2 separate regions of the Danio rerio genome follow, and region 2 is linked to region 1. A link is a contact called in public HiCAR-type data. All regions are on one chromosome and are shown on one strand. The core of a region is the stretch at or near the end of the contact, and the rest is flanking DNA. Distances in the headings are between cores, read along the strand shown. Region 1 holds the start of dhrsx (dehydrogenase/reductase (SDR family) X-linked). Region 2 holds the start of creb1a (cAMP responsive element binding protein 1a).

What was found. HiCAR-type assays count read pairs that join an accessible place to other places.
Region 2: a HiCAR-type map of caudal fin shows a contact between it and region 1, with 4 times the contacts expected there. The contact joins the promoter of creb1a here to the promoter of dhrsx in region 1. A contact is called at or near these places in 2 of 18 Hi-C or Micro-C datasets (caudal fin and hematopoietic stem cells) and 1 of 4 datasets of contacts at active chromatin or transcription factors (caudal fin).

Annotation. Positions count from the first base shown.
Region 1 is chr1:36,916,904-36,923,058 of GRCz12tu, reverse strand. It overlaps dhrsx (dehydrogenase/reductase (SDR family) X-linked), which reads right to left and starts at 3,250. Exons shown (of 7, transcript NM_001256719.1): 1 at 3,080-3,250; 2 at 931-1,038. The coding sequence starts at 3,182.
Region 2 is chr1:37,069,111-37,075,265 of GRCz12tu, reverse strand. It overlaps creb1a (cAMP responsive element binding protein 1a), which reads left to right and starts at 3,691. Exons shown (of 8, transcript NM_200909.1): 1 at 3,691-3,798; 2 at 5,118-5,216; 3 at 5,371-5,517; 4 at 5,727-5,827. The coding sequence starts at 5,127. chmp2bb (charged multivesicular body protein 2Bb) reads right to left here and starts at 2,972. Exons shown (of 6, transcript NM_212904.2): 1 at 2,804-2,972; 2 at 2,294-2,385. The coding sequence starts at 2,837.

The DNA.
Region 1 (6,155 bases), core at 2,001-4,500:
AACCTAATAATAATTAGTTGCAATGTAACTAAAATTCAACAAACGAACTATCAAAATAAAGTTTGACCTAATTTATTTACATTTTACAATAGCAGTACAAAACTTTTATGTTTTATAAAATGTATTGTTAAATTAAAGAAAATTCCAAACAAGTTACGAGATCATGTAGAACAGTATTTTTTTATTATCCATTGTCATTAGATTTTTTTTAAACGGTCATTATTCTATTTTAATTATGATACAAAATGTTATTAATATTTTAACTGTTAATTAACTGTTCACTGTTCAAAAAACTGTTAATTAACTGTCTTATTTGTATATTGTATCATATTACACTAGCAGTACTTGATTACTTTGATTACAGTAGAATACTGGAAATTCTTAATATGCAGTAAGTTACTGTAAAAGCTTTAAAATGACCAACAATGCAGTGCATATTAAAGCAGTGAACTGTAAAGAATGTACTGTACGTTGTATTTTACTCAGGGTTTTTGTAGTAAATATCTGTAAATTTACAGCAGTGATACAAGTACGTCTCTAAACAGCCACGAGTCAGATTTCCCGTGCTAATTAATTCTAAAAATATATATTATTTTGCTAATTATTATTTTATTTCAGCAACTGTTTTAGTTTTAGTTAGTTTTAGTTTTTCATTCATTGTGATTTGTGTATTTTATTTCAGTTATCTTTTTTTTTTGACCAACAGTTAAATCTTTAGTTTTCATTACTAAAATTTCATTGGCTCCTTCAGACCAGTTGTACTTAAAACCCACTGCTCATCATGTTATAGATAACTCTTTAAAAATCAATGAAAAGTGGCAGGAAACCTATTAACAAGCTGCATGACCACAAGAATTGATCTGAGGTCAAATCGTCAGTGGAATAGTTTTGGCTCACTGATCATAAATCACGTTTGAGGTGATACTATACCAATGATCACATGCATGTCCAGGCTGACCAGATGTCTGGAAATCTCATATCCCATTCCTCTGGTTCCCCCTGTAACTATGGCAACCTTTCCATTCTGCTCGGGCAAATCTGGGCAAGACAGGAAGCAAGAAAATGATGTAAAATACATATTTTTATCATACCTAACAAGGTTGTTTTACACTGACATACTGTCTTTGTTTGGGACGTATCCTGTCAGCGCTTTGCAAGTGTTTTCAGATTTACACTGGTCTCTGAGATCATTAAAATGTAGAAACTGCATCCAACGCCAACGTACTGCGAACAGCATGAGCTTTTGCAATAAGCCTACTAATGATGCTATTCCTTCATGCCTTTGCTAAGTGTGTGTTTTTACTTCTAATAAATAATAATCATAAACAAATCCACTAGTCCACTATTGATGTTTTACCGCTCAATCGGTCAGAGAAGCAGAGAGATTATGATAATCATTACTAATAAGCAAGAGTGCTACTTGTTGACATTTCCATGTTATAAATAAAAGTTAATATGTGATAAGTTAAAATTAAGTTAATTATGTGTTCATTTTAAGGCTCACATTTTAATGTCATCCTTAAAAAAAGTCAAAGAATGTGCAAAAAAATAAGGCTTTTTCTCCCTTTGTAACTAATCCCAAAGGGCTTTGAATATTTCTGATACAAAAAGTCCATTGTAAGGATGGATTTGAGTTTAATCCTTGAGCTTCGTGCTGGGACATGGTTGCCCTTTAATGGTGATTTAAATTTAAATAAAGAGCCGTCTGAATTTGCAACCAAGCTATCCTAAGCAGAAACATGTGATTAGATTGTGATAAAGATGAACAGCCATATTGCATCTCTGCCAGCATGAATGACTCAGATAATTCAAACTACTTGCTTTATCTTTACTTTTTCTTTCTTTTACTTTTTAAAAATCTTAAAACATTAATTATTATGGTCTGCTGTGCAATTACTTTAAATGAAAAGTGATATAAGAATATATTAGTGGCTTGTATAGCTTTAGAATTATTAGGTCAAAGGTTACAGAAAGCTACCTTAAACAGCAAATGAAAAACACAGCTATTCCAAGCAAATGTCAACCTTGCCATGAAAAAAAAGGTTTTGCCAAAATATTGAAACCATTTCTGCATTTTGTATGTAAGCAAGTACTGTACAGTGCTTTAAAATATGTCTCTGTTAATGTTTTCAAACTATTATATTTGATTTACTAAAATCACACAAGTGCCAATTTCACATCTGTCACATCCATAACACAAACATGCCACACGTCAACCACTTTGTTCTATATTGAGCCAACTCTTATCCTTTTGATTATCAATTATTTATGTTGGGTCGCACAGTTTAATTCACAGAAGTATGTTGTATACGGGTAAAACTCGCAAACTTTTTGGTCATGTAATAACGCTTGATTGTTTTCCTCATTTAAAATATGAAATATGTTTACAGATTGATATTCTTCTGAACCCATAATTCTTTGCTTAGTTGTTTTGGAAAATATAAACAGATGTTTCAATAAAATATTAACGTAGTTACTTTGTGAATTTATGTTTTTCATCTATAGCTGGAATTGCTCTTAAGCAATTGCAACAATTGTCAGCAAGCAGTCAAAAAATCAATACATATACAAAGTGTTTAAATATTAAAAAGGGGATAAATGGAATATATAAGGAGATGCTTAAAAAAATTAACTAGAATAGAGTAAATAAATACATTAATAACTCACTGAGCATTTTCAATTATTCAACAGAAAACGCGAAGTACGACTACTACTACTACTACTACTACTACTACTACTACTACTAATAATAATAATAATAACAATAATAATAATAATAATAATAATAATAATAATAATATAGAAACATTAAGAAATTGAGACTGACGCTGTTATTCTGCAGTCCTCATTTAAGGTTTATCGGGAAGAAAAATCATAAAGATATCATTAAGAAAAACATGAAGGTGACTAAATCAAAGCATTATTTTAATTTCCGTGTGTGCTGTCTCTTTAAGCGACTCAAACTTTCCCCAACTGCATCGGACAGCTTTACTACAGAATAGATGTTTGACAGCTGTTGCACACATAAAATAGCCGCTCGTTGGAGCACATCTCAATCGTAACGATAAAAACCTCTAACCTGGCAGCCTGAAAGATTTGTTGAAAAGCTGGTATAGCAGGACTTTCACGCCATCTAAGTAGAGCCTGATGAAGCCGAGGATACAATGTAACAACCTCCACATGTTTGAAGTTGACAGCGAGTGTCTCAGTGTTTACGCTCCGTGCTGAAGTACAGCAGGAACGATTCAGCCGCTCTTACGATAGTTCCGCCTTCTACGTCAACGCACCGCAGACGCCCCATAGAGTCAAGATGCAGATTTCTGGGAGTATAATCTCTGGTAAAACCACTGTCAGAAAAAAAGGGGAGGGAAAAGCTAGTTGGTCCAAACTGCCACAGAGAAAAAGTAAAGCCTTTAGTGGTAAATGTTGTTGTGATACATAACAACTAGCAAGTATTTAAGTATTTGTAGAATGTATTAAACAGGTATTTTAAGCAACATTGAAAGAAAAAAGACAAACAAGTTTATTTGTCATTTAGTACATTGGTTCCACTCCCAATGACAGACTATATATGTAAGTAAATATATATGTATGTATATATGTCAAATCAAATCAAATCACTTTTATTGTCACATCATCAGCAGCATGTGCTGTGATGATGAAGAGCTTAGGTGTTGGCGCTCCAGACAGTACAAAATTAAGACAAATACAACAACAGTGCAAAATACAGACAGTGCAAAGTGTGTGTGTGCGTGTGCGTGTGTGTGTGTAATGTAATGTGTATTTATATAGCGCATTTATTGTGTATGGCCATACACCCAAAGCGCTTCACAATCATGAGGGGGTCTCTCCACACCACCACCAGTGTGCAGCATCCACTTGGATGATGCGACGGCTGCCACAGGACAACGGCGCCAGTGCGCTTACCACACACCAGCTATTGGTGGAGTGGAGAGACAGTGATAGAGCCAATTCGGTGGAAGGGGATGATTGGGAGGCCATGATCGTAAGGGCCGATAGAGGAAACTTGGCCAGGACACCAGGGTTACACCCCTGCTCTTTCACGAGGAGTGCCATGGGATTTTTAATGACCACAGAGAGTCAGGACCCCGGTTTTAACGTCTCATCCGAAAGACGGCGCGCACTGACAGTGTAGTGTCCCCTTTACTTTTACTGGGGCATTAGGACTCACACAAAACACAGGTTGAGCGCCCCCTGCTGGCCTCACTAACACCACTTCCAACAGCAACCTAGTGTTCCCTAGTGTTCTCCCATCCAGGTACTGACCAGGCTCAGCCCTGCTTAGCTTCAGTGAGTAACCGGTCTTGGGCTGCAGGGTGACATGGCTGTGGTGTGTGTGTGTGCGTGTATGTGTATGTATGTGTAAGAATATATATATGCTTATTTTTTGTGACTACGGTGATCGACTAAGTAGAAAATCAGCCGATTTCCATCCAATCAAATCATGTATAGGATAATCATATCAGACAGACCTCACAACACAGATGCTTTCATTCAGCAAACATGTGCAGTGTCAAAGATTTGCATGGTAGCCTTTTGGCCAAGCACACTTCAAAAAATCAAGTGGCCCAATAAGAAAAGGCATTGTTTACTTAATAAAAGGAAATGTATACATTTGCTGAATAAAAAAAAGTTAGAAGGGCATAATAGACTAGATATACATTTTTGATACTTTTGAACTTTGTTTGTTTGTTTGTTTGTTTGTTTGTTTGTTTGTTTGTTTGTTTGTTTGTTTGTTTGTTGATTGGTTGGTTTGGTTAAGTAATGGTACTTTTTAAATTGGTACTTTTTGTTTTTTTACAATGATTTTTTGATACTTTTTTCCACCACTGTTAATAGCATAAACTACACTGTTTATTTAAGGTCATGTATTCAGACTACTTTTTAATTCATTTTAAGAACATTATGACTAGGGTTGGGGGTACCTGAATAACAAGAAATGTGAGTTACATAATAATATAACTTTTTCTAAGTAACGAGTAAAATAACACTTTAATAATAATAATAATAATAATAATAATAATAATAATAATAACAATAATAATAATGATAATAACGTTTCTGTGTGGAGTTTTTCCATGTTCTCCCAGTGTTCGCGTGGGTTTCCTCCGGGTGCTCCAGTTCCCCCCATAAATCCAAAAACATGCTGGATTAGCTGAATTGGCCGTAATGTATGTGTGTCAATAAGTGTGTATGTGTGTTTCCTAATGATAGGTTGCATTTGTAAGGGCATCCACTGCGTAAAAACATGTGCTAGATAAGTTGGCGGTTCATTCTGCTGTGTCAACCCCAGATTACTAAATGGATTAAGCCGAAAAAAATCGAATGAATAATTGAATAATTGGGTCTTTAAAAATAAATTGCTGAACTAAAATTAAGCTTCACGTTTAAGTCACGTTCAATCATTCACTTCATGATGTACATTGCAGGATGATATACACATTTTAACATGCAGTTTATTTTTTATTTTTTAAAAAGCTAGGGCCCCATACCTGGAGTTGCTTTGGGCCCCCAAATCACTAACTCCGCCCCTGCCCATTAAAAAAAAAAAAATAATATATATATATATATATATATATATATATATATATATATATATATATATATATATATATATATATATATATATATATATATATATATAGTGTAATGGTTGAGTTTGTCCATGTTTGACCCCACATAGAAACAACCGATGAAAACAAAATGCATTATACACACTCAGTAAAAAAGGTACATAGTGGTACAAATAATGTTTCTTAAGGAGCAGTTTGGCACCTTTTTAAAAGTTGTACCTTATGGTACAGAAAAAAAAAACTCTTATGATGCTGTTCTGAACCTTTTATTGTACAATTGAAATAAAGGTACACAATTGTAAACTAAACATTCAAGGCATTTTTATAAACATTTGGTAAACATTTTCTGATAACATGAATACAGTTTCATTATTGATATCCGCACCTTTTGGCGTTTACTTACCACTATGCACCTGAGCTGACAAAAGTACATCATATGCAAAGTGTTCATGCAGACATATTAGCGTTGTAAAACTAATCAAACATTGTGCATTTCTCATCACGATACTTTTTGCAAAACTTTAATTCTATTTTAAAAGTAAGTAAATTAAATTACTTGTT
Region 2 (6,155 bases), core at 2,442-4,941, 150 kb before region 1:
TCAACCACATTCCTTGAGGACCACCATCTTTACACATTTGCCATGTTTTCTAAACCAAACACAGGTTTTTCAGATCATCCGCTCATTAGCAGAGACTGAAAGACCTGTAATGGATGTAATAGAGAAAGGACACATCCAAAACATGTAGTGTTGGTGGTCCTCCAGAAACTTGGTTGAGAAACACTGCATTAGACAGTCCCCAGATCAGATTTAAGCAGAAAAAAGACCTGTTTACAGAGAATAAAATTATACCAGTAATAAGATATAGTTCTGAAAATAGCTTCATTTATTACATTTAAAAGTCATACCTATAAAGATAATGGCACATAAATTATATTGTTGAAATCACTTTTTTTTCAATTGACTGACAAAAAAGAGAGAAAACAATTAGCCAATTAGAATCCAGCATGCTTTAAAATGTCAGACCAATTAAAGCAGCAGACCACAATACTACAGCAATCAAACTGAAAAATACTCTCCATTTGTGTTGAAATATAGTTCTCATTATAGTTAACTAAATAGTTAATGATCTGAATGCGTGTTAAAAATAAGTTTGCGAGCAGGATTTGATCATTTATATATGATATGATATTATATCCAGTTGAAGTCAGAATTATTAGCCCTCCTGTAAATTTTTTTCCCTAATTTCTGTTTAACAGAGAGGAGACTTTTATATACATTTCTAAACATAATAGTTTCAATACCTCATTTCTAATAACTGATTTATTTCATCTTTGCCATGATGACAGTAAATAATATTTGAATAGATATTTTTCAAGACACTTCTATACAGCTTAATGTGACATTTAAAGACTTAACTAGGTTAACTAGGCAGGATAGGGTAATTAGGCAAGTTATTGTATAATGATGGTTTGTTCTGTAGGCTATCGTAAAAATACAGCTTAAAAGGGCTAATAATTTTGACCTTAAAATGGCTTTTAAAAAAATTAAAAAAACTGATTTTATTCTAGCCGAAATAATAAAAAAATACTTTCTCCAGAGGAAAACATATTATCAAACATACTGTGAAAATTTCCTTGCTCTGTTAAACAACATTTGGAAAATATTTAAAAAAGATATTATAATATATTAAATATTATAAAAGATAATATTTAAAAAACAAAAATCAAGAGGGAGCTAATAATTCTGACTTGAACTGTATGTATGCATGTATGTGTGTGTGTGTGTGTGTGTGTGTGTGTGTGTGTGTGTGTGTGTGTGTGTGTGTGTGTGTGTGTGTGTGTGTATGTGTGTATGTATGTATGTATGTATGTGTATATATATATATATATATATATATATATATATATATATATATATATATATATATATATATATATATATATATATATATATATATATATATATAAAATTATTTTTTCTGGCAATATAAACAATAACAAATGGCAATTACAGCACTCAAAGTTCACTGAAATCTAAAATGATGCTATATAATTAATAAATGAACAATACATAAATAAATATAGATATTACATCTCTTTAAAAAAATCTTGACCGACTACTCTAATATGCTGACAGATTTAATACACATATTATTATTTTTTTTATAGAAATAATTTTCTCAATAAACCTATTTCTGATATCAAAAATTATTTCTAAAATTTTCATGTGTAAATAAATATGCTTTTAGTAACATTTTTAATTATTTTGTTATTTTTGATAACATACCTTTCTTTGTTTGTTCTTCTGATTTTATGATTATTCCACCACCTATGCATACATTTTAGGGTCATGACCCCTTACGAAGAACTCATTTCATCATGTGGCTTTAAATTTGGCCACTTTTTACAAAAAAAATGTGTATTTATAAAAGTTATAAGCAGAGTTTGCTTTATCAAATAGATAATGTTATAGGTAAATGAACATTACTACTTGAAATAAAACGTATCGGCAACAATTTGTCAGTACCCAAAACACTTAAAGGGAAGATGACAAACTGTGTATTTCTGGCAACAACAGCAGATATCTATAACCCAAAAAAAATAACAAGGCATGATTCCCCGCCAACATTATAATAGTTATGTTAACACTAATTTTAAAACAATGAGTGGGTATAAATAAAAGTTTTAAACATTCCACTAGCTATTGGCTGGCACAAACAATCCTTAAATCAACTTAAAAGGGGATCATGTGCGGTTAGTTCTAAAAATATATCCACAAACTGTCTCTCTGTGACATTAATGTCATAACCTCGTGATCTCATACACCTCAGTAAATGAAGAACATTTGGCATGAGTATATAGACGTCACGTTGATGGGTGGGGAATCTCACCAGTTGCTTTTCCTGTTTTTCCAGTGCTGTCCGGTCTCTGGCAATTTGTCTCTGCGTTCCTCGCAGCTCTTTGTTTTGTTCTTTAATGACATCTGTAGAATGAAGGAGACATAGTTATCGATCGCCATATAAATTAATAATGCTAAAATGTCTGAGTCAGTTATAACAAATTAATGTGTTGGAACTACTTTCATAGCAAGGTTCAGAGGAACGATTAACGTAAAGGGACAGTGATTTCTTTTAAGAGCTAACGTTACTGGATTAGTTTATTTTAAACCGACATGCTTAAGTATTATTTGTAAGACACAAGCGAAAGAAGCCAAATGTAAAATGTTTACGTCATGGCAGCAATTCAAAGACACGTCTTTGTACAAACTACAGCCCAAATCGTATTTAATGTATTAAATAAAACGACAGAAATTGCTAACGCAGTCTTTGATAGACGTGAGAGCGTTGCTTGGGCGGCTTTGACAAACAAACAAGCACTCAAAGCGGCGGCAAGAAACTTACCATCTACGGTCTTTTTCTTGAATAACGATGTCATTACTGCAACAAACTCCGCCGACCAAGAAACTAATAAGAAAACTAAGTATATCACAATGACTATTATCAAGTGAGAGTTGGCTATCAAAATATCATGACTATTTCCTGGTTCCTGACAAGAAGGCGGTGAACTTCTGCTCTTCTGCATCAGTTATTCATTTTAATTGGTGAACATTGACGTGACGTTGCATTGAAGCTATCCAGTCGTAACATCACACTGACTGGCACCGCCCATAGATGTCTGCCGCAAAAACAAAGGTCTCTCTGTCGTTCTCGTAACTAAAAACTAAAATAAAAATATCTAAAAATAAGATAAAATGTATATATATAATATACAAATCAATACTTAAAATAATAATAATATTTAAATATTATTTAATGACAAGAAATACATCATAAATTAATAATAATAATACCAATGACAATTATAAATAAATATATACAGGAGTTTTTCTACAAATTTATGTGAAAACAAAAAGAAAACTGTCCTTTAATAAAGTATTAAACAATTACACAATTATATAAAACATTATATAATAATACTATAAATTATCATTTTTCTTCCAATTGTCAAATTTCAGATTCGATGGCTTCTAAAAGGCTGAAAACCCCTGCTGTAGTACATTTGAACAGATTTATTCATATTCATTACGACAAAAGTCAGCCAATCGTAGCGCACGGATTTGACGCATGCTCATGTGAACAGTCACGGAGAGACACCTCGTGTAAATTCGACTCTGCTCGATGGCTGTTCGTGTAGGTTCGTGCTACGTTCGGCAAGTTCCGCCTACCTCTCGGATCTTGTCGATCCTGAATTAGGGCTGTATTTCGTCCCCCTCGTTCTCTGTGTTGTTGTCCTCGGTGACGCGACGGAGGTGTAGCCTGACGCGGTCTCTTACGTGTCGGACTAAATAAAAGTGGAGCTCCGGAGGCCTGGGAGTGACGAGGCGAGTCTGTGTCGGGTAAGAAGAGACGCATTCGTGGGGGAAAGAGATAATACACTTGGCGTTTTAGTGGACATGTCGCAATGCTCGATCCGTCTGTAACAAAGAGATCATGGCGGCGGTGGGCATGTTTCTCCACAGCTCAGACTTGCTTGCAGACAATGAGTCAGGTTGTAGAAGGAGGAAAGCGGGACGGGTCTACAAAATACATGTGTTTATGGGAGAGAGATGCGTAGTTATGAATGTGACCGCCCGTCCATGGCACCTTTTTATGAAAGTCCAGCGCGTGAAATGATTTTTTTTCTTTTTTGGCTCCAGCATTGGTTTGTTGAGCAGTCTAAGCTCTCCGTGATACATTAAAGATCTTTACTGTATTCCCGCCCGAGCAATGGTGTTTTGTACCACATTAAACAGCTATTCTTTATCATAAATTGTGGGTTTTAACTGGTAAATAAAATTATAGAGAAAAAAATGATTCATGAGTATTTTTCCATTCTGAGTGCACCATAAAACAGAGTGATTTTGTGCCGCATGCTTGATTCATTCAACGTGGAGTGCTATTTTACAAGTCGAAACACGCCTAAAAATGCAAGCGCTTGTATTTATTGTGCTGTTTTTTATTTCTCAAATGGCCTTAGATGGAAAATCATGAAAAATAAAATGATTTAGCTTGCACTGTATGCCGATTTTATTTTCCTTTAAGTTACCACGTTCATAAATGCTTAAAAACCAAGACACAGATCTGACTGACAGCTGCATACGGAAGTAAAAAAAAGGCGGCAAATGGAGTCATCTTGTGTTTGTGGCACACTATGATTAAGGTCTCATTTTTAACACGATTACTTGTTACAAAATAGTCACAGCTCCATAAAAGACTAATATTAATGATATTTACTGTTAAATATGCATATTCTTATTTTTGTGCTGAGGCTTGGTGGCTGCTTTTGTTAAAATACATTATAATGCAAATATTTCACTTTAGTAATGCCATTTTTTACGTGAAGAAATATACATTTCTGGAAACATTTCACCCCTTTAAGAATTTAATACATTTAAATTTTATTTTTGGATTTACATTAAATTGACATGTTTAACGTTAAGTATGTTTAAAAAAAATGCATAAATGTATATTTTATATTTAAAATGTTCGTAATGACTTTATATCAAACCCAGTCTGTGGGTAGAAGTTTTTTTTTTTTTTTGCAGTCAACCTTTAAAATAATCGTGGGTGCATAACAATACCCTTTTTTGGGCAGTTTGATAACCTACCCTGTGTATATATTCATTGCATAATTTTCAAAGTATACAAATGAAGGACTCTTGAATTACATCTTCAGGCTATCTAGATGACCATGGAGGCAGGAGCAGATGTCCAGCAGGGCGGCGACACTGCGGTCTCAGAGACAGACACTCAGCAGATTGCCACCTTGGCACAAGTGAGTTTCTGGCATTAAGATGCTTCCAAAGCTTTTGGAAACGTTTGCTAGGATGACAAGACTGATTATGATTACAAGGGTTATGGTTATTATACATGTAGATCCGGGATGATGTTTTTATTTAATTAAACCTTATTGTACCTCCCTGGTGCAGGTTTCCATGGCGGCAGCACAGGCATCAGCAACTGCACCCACAGTGACCTTAGTTCAGCTGCCCAATGGGCAAACAGTGCAAGTTCACGGGGTCATCCAGGCAGCCCAGCCCTCTGTCATACAATCCCCACAGGTGCAAACTGTACAAGTAAGCCAAATTTTGTTATTATTTTAATCACCCTCATCTTGTTCCTAACTCCTTAGACCGTCTTTTATCTTTGGAACACAAATTGAAATATTTTAGTGCAAAGATGGAATTTTCATTTTTAGATGAAATATCTCTTCAAAGTTTAGGATGACAAAGTGTTTACTGATTCAGGTGTATAAAGCATGAATATTTATGCCTTTTTGTATCAGATTTCTACTATTGCTGAGAGTGATGATTCTCAGGAGTCAGTGGACAGTGTGACAGATTCTCAGAAAAGGAGAGAGATTCTGTCTAGACGGCCCTCATACAGGTATCTGCATGTTTCTAAATTTGATGACACATTTATAATCCTGTTTTAACGAAAGCTGCATCTTTTTTTCTGCAAAAATCTGTTTAAAATGAAAAATGAGGACACAAGTGTCTATAAACTTACTATAGCAAGAAAACTGTTTCATATTTTTTAACTTAACATTTATTAAACAGTGCGGAAATATTACAGTAACATTCATTCCTCATTTAATGAATCATAGTAGTTATTTCAAAAATGTTTTCAAATGGTTTGTGTTTTTACCATTTAATTAAGACATTCTTTGAATTTACAATTTACACATGAACAACACTTAAAGTGAAACAGTCGA